2 separate regions of the Rattus norvegicus genome follow, and region 2 is linked to region 1. Evidence: chromatin contacts called from public Hi-C data. All regions are on one chromosome and are shown on one strand. The core of a region is the stretch at or near the end of the contact, and the rest is flanking DNA. Distances in the headings are between cores, read along the strand shown.

What was found. Hi-C and Micro-C count contacts between places; a contact is called where the count stands out from the background.
Region 2: a contact with region 1 is called in a Hi-C map of frontal cortex, with 4 times the contacts expected there. The contact joins the promoter of Nt5c3a here to the promoter of Avl9 in region 1. A contact is called at or near these places in 4 of 12 Hi-C or Micro-C datasets (frontal cortex, hepatocytes, mammary epithelial cells and 1 more).

What each region holds. Positions count from the first base shown.
Region 1 is chr4:87,289,618-87,295,292 of GRCr8, forward strand. Avl9 (AVL9 cell migration associated) reads left to right here and starts at 2,212. Exons shown (of 16, transcript NM_001427284.1): 1 at 2,212-2,496. The coding sequence starts at 2,404.
Region 2 is chr4:87,532,569-87,538,243 of GRCr8, forward strand. Nt5c3a (5'-nucleotidase, cytosolic IIIA) reads right to left here and starts at 2,270. Exons shown (of 9, transcript NM_001398841.1): 1 at 2,036-2,270. The coding sequence starts at 2,173.

The DNA.
Region 1 (5,675 bases), core at 962-3,461:
AGAAGCATTTAAACAACTTACTTTTCAAAACTTAGCACATTCAGTAAAGGATTTGGAAACTCTAGAAACAAACCTATTTTGTGCCAACTACAGTAAAACCCAGAAGCACTTAAACTGTACATGAGTATATTTTAATCACAGCTGGAATAATCATTTGACAGGTACAATGTAAGTCTTTATTGGTGAGGATATTATGAGTCAAGACTTCCAAACTCTTGTGTATAACGTATATATTTATTTATCTTTGCGGGTATGAGGAGGATACCTGTTTGCCTAGACTGATCTTAAACTCTGTGTTAGTCACGGTTCTCTAGAGTCACAGAACTTATGGAATGTCTATATATATTAAAGGAAACTATTGTACTGACTTACAGTCTTTGGTCCAACTAACCCAACAATGAGCGGCTGTGAATGGAAGTCCAAAGATCTAGTAATTGCTCAGTCCCAAGAGGCTAGTGTTTCGGCTCTTCTTCTGTATAAGCAGGAATTCCGAAGTAGTTTCCAATGGGTGTGCTGGCCAGTAAGTGGAAGCAGGTAGAGAAGGAAGTATGCCTTTTCCATTGTCCTTATGCAGAAGGTATGGCCCAGAGTAAAGGTGTGTACTATCACACCTGGATTTGGAACTTGCTCTATCCCAGGCTGGCCTTGAACTCTGCTTGCCTCAGTCTGTTGGATGTAAAGATGTATACTACCTTGCCTGGGCCTAAGCTTTTCATGGTCACTATGCCTCAAGATCTGGATCAAAAGTATGTGTCATTCCATGTTAAGATCCAGGTCAGAAGCCTGTCTCTTCCAGCCTCAAAACCTGGATCACAGATGTGCCCTCCATTTCTTCGTTGTAGTTCATTCCAGATTTAGTCAAGTTGACAACCAAGAATAGCCATCACACTCACCAATGTGAGAAATTTGTCTTTTCTTACAATTTTAAGAACCACGTGCCTTCTTTGCCTCCTTTCCCTGTCCTTCATTAGATGTTTATCCAGGTGCACTCAGTTTAAACACTGCGTACTCTGCACTCTCTCTTTCTTCTCCTTTTCCAGCCACATCCTAAATCAGATGATCTGGAGTAAAGCGTGAGCTAGGACCTCAGCTAAAATGGAAAAGCCAACCACCACCATCACCACTACCACCTGGCCATCCTGAACAGGTGGTGTTTGTTCCTATGGTTTTTGGACTATGACCCTTTTCATCTGAAGTTATTATCATCATCATTATTATTACTATTATTATTATTAATTGTTGCTGCTGTTGTTGTTATCCCTTGTCATTGTTTTTCAAGACAGGAATTCTGTGTAGCTCTGGCTGTCCTGGTACTTGCTCTGTAGACCAGGCTGGTCTCAAACTCAGAAATCTGCCTGCCTCTGCCTCTGGAGTGAGTGTTTGAATTAAAGGCATGCACCACCACGCCTGGAGTGACTTGAAAGTTATAAAGCTTTGCTGGGTCATTATACTTGCAGTAGTGATCTTTGACCTTGTGAGCACATTTCTAAGACAATGTAGCCCAGGTTGGCTTGAAACTTGGAACTCTCTTACTTCAGCTCCTCAACTTGTAGCATTACACACTTGCAGCCTAGTATATGGGACTGTACAGAAAAAAATTAAATGAAAAAACTCTAGAGTGAAAGTAAAGAAACATTTGAGTAAGCAAGCAACTTAATTTCAACGTTGAATACACAAGATACCAAACTTCATGAAAATGCATGTGTCGTTGTAAAACATTTAAAACTCAAGGCTGAGAGATTCCACGAAAGATTTAAAGAATGAAAATACGTTTTATAAATAAGTAAAATTGAAGGAGGAGGAGTAAGGATATTTAATGAAGGAAAGATAGATTTTTAGAAGGAAGTGATTTGACAAAGATCGTAGGGAGAAAGGAGCAGGTTTAAGTGGAAGCCAATTCAACTCCTCCACCACTGACTGCAAAAGGTACCTGATGGTCAGCGTCTGCCTTACCTTGCCCCGCCCCGCCCGCTCTGCCCCGCCCCACAGGTCCTATAGGCCCCGCCTTCAACCTCTTCCGCCAATCCTGCTCTCAAACAGTCCCGCCTCTCATGTTATACAACCCCGCCCTTATCCGATTTATTTTCCTTTAATCCCGCCCCCTAGTCAGGCTCCGCCCACACTGCCTCAGACGCTGCCGGGACATGGGCCTCAGGGTACCGCCCCGCCCTGCCGGAGGCGGCTGTAGCGTCAGGTGACAGCCCGGAAGCTGCGGAAGCGGATGAAGCAGAGCGGTGGAGGCCCTGTGGGGCTTCGCGGAGGTGAGGGAGCTGGTCGGCGGCCCCCGAGCCCGTGGCGCAGCGCGTATGTGGCGCTCCGGTTGACATCTGAAAGCCGTCGCTCTGCTTTGTGCGGCCCGGCCTCGGCGTTTGGAGTCGCGGTGCGGGTCTACGGCGAGCGCCCATGGAGAAGGCTGGGCGTGAAAGTGACGGCGCCCCCTGCGGGCCTGTCCTGCATATCGTGGTGGTCGGCTTTCACCACAAGAAGGGCTGCCAGGTGAGGACCGGCCCGCGCCTACTCGGCGCCCCGCGGCCTCCCGCGCGTTGTGCCTCTGGGAATTGTGTGACGAGCAGCGGGGGTTCGGGTTTAGAGAAAGAAGGACGGACGAGCCTTCTGTTCCCTGTCAATCTCCACCGACCTGCTGGGTGTCTACCCGTAAAGGAAATCTTGAGGAAAAACTCGGCGTTTGAACGCCGGCATGTAGTGAGCTGTGGGTTTCCACACGAATGCTCAAGTAGGCTGACGCACTTGTAGGCTCCGCTCTGAAGAATCAGCTTCCTTTGTTTATCTCCCGCAAGCCTCCGAATCTGTAGTTTAGGGTTGGCGAGCGGCCCCGCCCCCTTCTCTTTGTGCCATGTAAGATTTGATCTTGCCCAGAACTATTCTTTTGGTTAGGTTGACCCTCCAAGTCGGTTGCAGTAAATGAAAATGTAACGTGCCAAACAGATAGTGCAAATGGACATGGATAGTCCAAATGGAGCCAGCTTCTTAGCTTACTCTTCAACCTACCATCTGAACAGAGCATTTGCTTTGTTTTGAAGGCAGAGGAGCAAAATAGAATAGGATTGTTTAATCTGAACAAACACTGGAAGGCAATGATGTCATAATGCGCTAGTGGATGTATATATTGAATACCTAAGGTGTTGAAAAAACGGAGTACTGCTAATAGAAAACAAAGCATTTGGTTTCTTTTCACAGAGAATGTAACATTAGAAGATAACAAAAGTAGAAAAGGGAGTGGAGAACTGGTAGCTAGCTAGCTGCGTGTGCGTGTGTATATAGGTGTGTGTCGACTGTTAACTTCAATCTAGGTGTGGTGGTACACAGCACACATCCAGCAAATGGGAGGCTGTGGCAAATTGATTATCTTAAGTTGAACAGGATACTTAGATCCTGCCTCAAAAAGAGACCATTAACTTTAAGATGTTCTATCCTTTTATCCTCAGATTAGAAAGATGTAGAATAACACTAAAGAGAAAGTAGCATTATTGTGTGTGCTATTATGACTTTTTAGTACTTCATGACTACAGCCTTTGAACTAACTAGTTGCGTTATAAGCTAGGAGTAAAGTGACAAAATGACAGAAATCACACTGAAAAAAAAAAAGATTGCTGAGATCATACTGTTTTGAAAACCAGCCCTGGAGTCGGTCAGAAGTAGTAACCTTGCTTCCTGTGCCATGTGTGTCCGTGTGTGGCAGTATAGTCATTGTGGAAGCTCGCTTCAGAACTACACTGAATGGAGCTCTGGAAAGGAAAGAAAAATCAGAATTGATAGAAGATAGGGTAGTCTTCTGATTCTTGCTGTCATTTGAAAGCCAAGATTCATTACGTTTTCTGCCTTTCTTACTGGTTTTATTGCTAATATAAATTTCAACAAAGGAAGCAGTATATAGTGCTGCATAAAGACTAGAGAATAGAGAACTGTTCTTAAAAGCAAAGATACAGGGCTGGAGAGATGGCTCAGTGGTTAAGAGTACTGGCTGTTCTTGCAGAGGTCCTAAGTTCAAATCCCACCAACCACATGGTGGCTCACAACCATCTATAATGGGATCTGATGCCCTCTTCTGGTGCATCTCAAAACAGCTACACTGCACTGTATACATATAAATAAAAATTAATAAAAGATTTTTTTTAAAAAGCAAAGATACAAGAGCAACCTGAATATTCTCTCTCTCTCTGTCTCTCTCTCTCTCTCTCTCTCTCTCTCTCTCTCTCTCTCTCTGCCTTTGACTTTTGGTTTTAGCATGCAGGTAAAAGTGACTGCTTTTGTAAAGTAAGTTTTGTGCCAGAAGCAGGAGGCCTATATTATGTTTCTCTAAGACCATCAAATCCAAATAGCTTCCTAATTTGCCCTTCTCAGTTTCTATTGCCAAATAATATATAATAATTCCAAGAAGCAAATAAATCCTAGTTTTTCCTCTATTTGATGCTTAAAGTAGCTTGATTAATTATTGATCTTTTGAAAGTTACACCTACCTAGGGTATGGTAGAAACAAAGCACTAAGAACCTAATCCTAGACTAGGGAATGTAGGTAGCTCAGTGGTAGAGTGCTTGCCTAATAGGTACAAAGAGTAGATCTCTGTGAGTTTAAGGCCATCCTGGTCCACAGACTGAGTTCCAGGACAACAGGGCTATCTAATAGAGAGATCCTATCTTAAAACAAAAATAAAGATTTATTTGCTGCCATGCCCTGCTCTTTTTTGTCATATATGAATATTTTATTTACATTCTTTACACCTCTTCCAATTTCTCTTGTGTCCCTCCCTCTCCTCAAATTTATCATTTCATCTGTTACACACATGCAAGCATGTGTGCTGCACATAACCATCCACACATATAAATTTAACCTGCTGAGTATGTTTAGTGTTGCTGGTGTGTATCCGTTTAGGGTTGACTACTTGGAATAGATAACCTATCAGGGATATGTCCTTGGAGAAGACTGAGTCTCCATATCTAGCTCAATGAATTACCTATAGCCTTCATCTAGGTATGGGCCCCTTTCTGCTTGCCCTATCTACTGTTGTCATTGTGTAAACAACCACATTACTGAGAGTTCTTGTGTGCAGCTTTCCTGCTATATATAGAAGATATTATCTCACAGATGTCCTTGTCCTCTGACTCCTAGAATCTTTCCACACACCGCTTCTACCATGTTCCCTGAGCATCAGGTGTAGAGATTGTGCTATAAATATATCATCAGCTTGGGTTGTGTACCTCATGGTCAGTTGTTGTCCTCTGCATTTTGACCAGTTGTAGATTTCTATGAAGAAAAAAGCTTCTTTGAGGAGTAAGAGCAGCAGCAATACTTACCAGGCTGGGCCAGCCCACAAATCAGATTGCCATAATCTTTTATTAAATAATCAAGTATGTATCACGTAAGCTCTTTGATTTTGTTCATACTTTTAAATTTTTTAATGTTCAATAGAGAACAATTATTTTCCAAGCCTTAACATTATTATTATTATTATTATTATTATTATTATTATTATTAATTGTGTATATGATGTGCTTAGAATGGGGTATGGCCCATGTATAGAAGTCAAAAGACAATTTGTGGTGTCAGTTCTCTCAACATTTTCATGAATTCAGGTCTTCATGCTTATATTGTCAGGCTACAGGCACCTTTACCCACTATGTTACCATGTCACCAATCTAAATTTTTGCTTTTGGCC
Region 2 (5,675 bases), core at 1,020-3,519, 240 kb after region 1:
AACCAACCACCAACCACCAACCCAGCCTGTCTCTCTGGGCCCTCATTTACAGACCCTCTGAAATGTCCCCAGAATTCCAAATGTCACTCCACCACAATCTGCAGCTGAGAAAAGCCGTGCCCCTATCAGAGCGCAAGGCAAATTGCATCAGCTGTTGTGAACAATCTGAGCCAGCCCCACATCCCACACTTGGGGTTACAATGAAGATTTATTTTTATAGTATTTCTATGTCTTTCACAGAAACCTAAACAGATTTTTCAATACAGAAAGACCCTGTCTCAAAAGGGGATGGGATGGGATGGCACTGATGAAGTAGGTATGCTTGTCTGGTAGGTGTAAAGTCCTGGGGTCTATACCAGTATAGAGGGTCCATGTAAGTACAGGTAGATGTTAAAACAGATTCAGGGGGCACACACAGGATAACTAAAATGTAAAGTGCCAGACAACTTCACTAAATGGCTTGTCTTGTCTCTTTGAATACTTCTGGCATGCCTTTTGATGGTTTCCCTCTGGGTTTGCCAGACTACTGGCCATTTCCACCATGGCATGCATAGCTCACCAGCCAATTCCTAAGGCCTTTCAATTAAAAATGTCCTAGCGGGCGGGGTGACTCAGGAATGGAATCCCGCACTGAGGTGGCTGAGGCAAGAGGAACACCATCACCAAGAGCACGACTGGTATCACTTTTTTCTCCCTAGCCTACCTTGCTTGGTTAGGTAGTTATGTATTGTCTGTGATCAGAACATCGATGTTCAGTGGCTATCCCCGGGTTTGTATAAATTCTAAGAAGAAAGGGGGTGGAGACAGACACAAAGGACTCCCCAGTCATGACCATTATAAAAGAATGAATGAAGGCTGGAGTATGTATTTAGGTCATCCAAATACTTTGCCCATCTAAAGGAACAATCAACTAAAATTACAAAAGTAAAAAAAAAAAATCTAACTCTTTTACGTATTAAATTGAAAAGCTATTAGGGGCCTGACACATATTACAGCTAATAAAACAATGCATTCTAAGGACTGATTTGTACAGTACAAACAAAAGGGTGGTGTTCTTGGTGGTCCCTTATTACTTTTTACAATGAAAGCAAACTCTTCCTTAAGATTTTGTGAAAAACCCGCCCACCGTTTAAGTACCTACAGAAAGACAGGGAAATCAGCTTTTTTTTAAAAATCACTGATGGAAAATTATAAATTTTGAGTATGGAACAAAATAAAGCCATGTAAGTAAGTTCTCTAGGCAGAGAGGAAGGCAAAACTTCTGACACAAAATGTTTGCAATCAGAGGTATATAAGCTATAATAACCCAGGAATAAATGAATTAACCTAAAATATTATTTAGAATAGTAACTGCTTCTCAACTTTCTATTTTAGTTCCGGATGTTCCCTTGTACTCCAGTGAATAAATCACACTCACCATGCTCAAGTCGGATCCAACAACTGTAACATCAAAACAAAAACCCTAAATGAAACGCCCAAACAGGGAACAAGAAGTCACTTTAAAATAAACCTCAAAGAAAATTCTCGAGACAAGCAATTTTAAGGACGCTGTAAATAACTCCTAAAAGAACATTTCTAGGATTTACAAAAGAGTTTTGGAGGACTGATTCAAGAACACTTGGTACATGAAACAAGGAAGAACATTCAAATAATCGAGCTATTCCAATTTCCGACTAGTTGATTGGCATTTCTAAAAACAATCGAAAATGCTCTTTGCATAACGTAACCCAAGATAGTCAGGATGATACAAAAAACAAAACAAAACAAACAAACAAACAAACAAACAAACACAACCGACTCCTGGGCAGGAGACTGAATCCGATTAGCTGCACCTCTCGGAAGCTGGTGCCAACTGGAGATTAGCTCTGGAGAAACGGGTTTTGCAGCAAGAGGTAGTTATCTCCGAGCATCTCTATTCTCTCCACTCTTTGAAACACTGTCAAGCATCAGCACGCGTGCAGCTTGCCCTCTCAGGGCCGCGGCCGGCCCACGTCACTTCGGCAGCTCGCGTGAGAGCCGCAGCTCCCGCACTCACCATTTCGATGATCTTGGTCTTGCGGCCCGTCTTTCTCTTCAAGGTGAATATGTACTGGGCCAGCACCACGCCCGCCACCACCGCGCACACACTGGCGCTCGCCACCGCGCCCACTCGCGCCACGGCCGCGCGGTCCATTGAAGGCCCGCGTGCTCTCGGCGCGAAAGCCCAGGAGCCGCGGGTACGAGCCCAGGGGCGCGGCCGTAAGCCGCACACTAGCCCGGAGCCCCGCCCCGTGCGGGGGGAAACCGAGGAGGCTCCGCCCAGAAGAGGTGAGGGGCGGGGACTACGGGGCGGGGACTAAGAGGCCCGTGTCCGGAACCCCCGCCCCTGCAATAGGGGCGGGACTTCCTCTAACCCTGACTTCAGGAAACACCGCAAGGACCCGGAAGAAAACAAATGTAATTCGCTACTAAAAGCAAGTAGTGCATATATAACCCAGAATCCTAGTGCTCTATAGTACACAGTAAGACCGCCCCAGAATCACGAGACAGACGAGGAAACAAAGTCTTGCCCCAGTGAAAGAGAATTCATCCGCCACCCACTCAGAAACTGTACCCCGCCTTAGACACCATGGACTACGACACCCAGCAGCCTCACCGGCGCTGCGTCTGACCTGCGCAGTAGCATCCTGGGGTGGAGGCCCACGGTGTAGTCGTCTTTGAGGGAGCTGTCAGTTGCTGGTCTTATCAGCCAGATCCTTCCTACCACTTTAGCGTACTTTCCTTAGGAGTGTGAGCAGACAGACTTGAAGCTGTACCACTTGTTTATTGTGTTTCAAGGGATTGATATAGTTTACTCCTGCTTCTCTCAGAGTAGGTGGGGTGTGATAGGGGATGCAAGAGAGATTCTTGGGATAGTTGGTCCAATTCTGTGAGGTTTGTGCTGCTGCTTGACCAGGCTGTCTCTGCCTGATATATGCAAACAAAGGAAGTCAAGAATGAAAAGCTGTGGAAGAAAAAGAATTATTTTTCTTTTTAAGGTTTTATTAGCTGGTCTAAAAGCAAATTGATATTAAGACATATTCTCTTGAGTTAAAAAATTTATGAATTGTGCAAATAGCAGTTCCACAAAATATGAGACTCAAGCTGGTCATCATGCAGCAGCATGTTTCTGGTACCTGGATGAAGGATTCTAAGGCAGGAGGATTGCTGTGATTGGCTGATTAACCAGTGCCGTGGACCATGACCCCTGCTCACAAATGAAAAGCCTCAAAGAAGTGGCCAAGAAATTGAGGCTAAAATATACCACCTAAGTTACTGAAAGTGAAGGACCCTAGTTCTTACAGAAATGTAAGAGTTATTAAGAGACTTGGCCTGGTAGAAGGTAGGTAGGTTATGGAGTTCTGTGAAGGACCCTAAGGGCTTTCGCCAGCTTTGCATCCACTGCCTCAGGTCAAGATTAGGCCAAGTACCAGCTTCCCACCTTGGGTCAGGGCTATGCCAAGTTCCATTCTCCACCCACAGTTCTTGGGAGGAGCAGGGACACTCTTGAAAATCCAAAGAATGTCCTGACTGATAGTCACCTGATCCTCTGGTTCCAGAGAGTTCAATGCATGTCATATGCTTGCTAGCCAATAGACTCAAAGGTCAATATGCTCAGCCAATAAGTTTAAACTGTAACCTTGCCGATGCAACCTGTACCCCTAAGAAGTATAAAAACTGCTTGTTATAGCCATTCGAGGTCACCTTCCAGTCACTCGCCACGAGGGGCTGATTGAAGGTTGACCCCGACACGCCAGAAAATAAACCTCTTGCATTTGCATCAAATTCCGTTCTCATGTCACACTGGGGAGGGGGAGGTCTCCGGGTAGTTAAGACTCACTTCGACTTCCTGGTTGCTGCCGCTGCAGAGAACCCGTGGGGAGCACCCCACGAGCGAACCTGAGCCTCGGGACCACAGGTAAGACCAAATTTTCTGCTGCAAGAAAGCTGCCTGGTGAGCTTGGGACACAGGAAAGCAGAATTTCTCTAGGACCGGGCACGTTCTGTGTTTACGGGAAGTCCCACACCCGCGGATCCCGGCCCGCAGCAGCTCTCTGCTCCCAGACCCGGTGAGATAGAGACCCAACCGCCTGGTCAGGTGGGCACTCCTGAGGCTGCAGAGCGGAAGAGACCACCAACTCTGCTCACCCCTGCCCACATCCCTGGCCCAAGAGGAAACTGTATAAGGCCTCTGGGCTCCCGTGGGGAAGGGCCCAGGAGCGGCAGGACCCCTGTGCCTGAGACACCGCCGGAACCTGAAAGAAACAGACCGGATAAACAGTTCTCTGCACCCAAATCCCGTGGGAGGGAGAGCTAAACCTTCAGAGAGGCAGACAAGCCTGGGAAACCAGAAGTGACTGCTCCCTGCACACACATCTCGGACGCCAGAGGAAAAAGCCAAAGACCATCTGGAACCCTGGTGCACTGAAGTTCCCGGAAGGGGCGGCACAGGTCTTCCTGGTTGCTGCCGCTGCAGAGAGCCCGTGGGCAGCACCCCACGAGCGAACCTGAGCCTCGGGACCACAGGTAAGACCAAATTTTCTGCTGCAAGAAAGCTGCCTGGTGAACTCAAGACACAGGCCCACAGGAACAGCTGAAGACCTGTAGAGAGGAAAAACTACACGCCAGAAAGCAGAACACTCTGTCCCCATAACTGACTGAAAGAGAGGAAAACAGGTCTACAGCACTCCTGTCACACAGGCTTATAGGACAGTCTAGCCACTGTCAGAAATAGCAGAACAAAGTAACACTAGAGATAATCTGATGGCGAGAGGCAAGCGCAGGAACCCAAGCAACAGAAACCAAGACTACATGCCATCATCGGAGCCCAATTCTCCCACCAAAACAAACATGGAATATCCAAACACACCAGAAAAGCAAGATCTAGTTACAAAATCATATTTGATCATGATGCTGGAGGACTTCAAGAAAGACATGAACACACTTAGGGAAGCACAGGAAAACATTAATAAACAAGTAAAAGCCTACAGAGAGGAATCGCAAAAATCCCTGAAAGAATTCCAGGAAAACACAATCAAACAGTTGAAGGAATTAAAAATGGAAATAGAAGCAATCAAGAAAGAACACATGGAAACAACCCTGGATATAGAAAACCAAAAGAAGAGACAAGGAGCTGTAGATACAAGCCTCACCAACAGAATTCAAGAGATGGAAGAGAGAATCTCAGGAGCAGAAGATTCCATAGAAATCATTGACCCAACTGTCAAAGATAATGTAAAGCGGAAAAAGCTACTGGTCCAAAACATACAGGAAATCCAGGACTCAATGAGAAGATCAAACCTAAGGATAATAGGTATAGAAGAGAGTGAAGACTCCCAGCTCAAAGGACCAGTAAATATCTTCAACAAAATCATAGAAGAAAACTTCCCTAACCTAAAAAAAGAGATACCCATGGACATACAAGAAGCCTACAGAACTCCAAATAGATTGGACCAGAAAAGAAACACCTCCCGTCACATAATTGTCAAAACACCAAACGCACAAAATAAAGAAAGAATATTAAAAGCAGTAAGGGAAAAAGGTCAAGTAACATATAAAGGGAGACCTATCAGAATCACACCAGACTTCTCGCCAGAAACTATGAAGGCCAGAAGATCCTGGACTGATGTCATACAGACCCTAAGAGAACACAAATG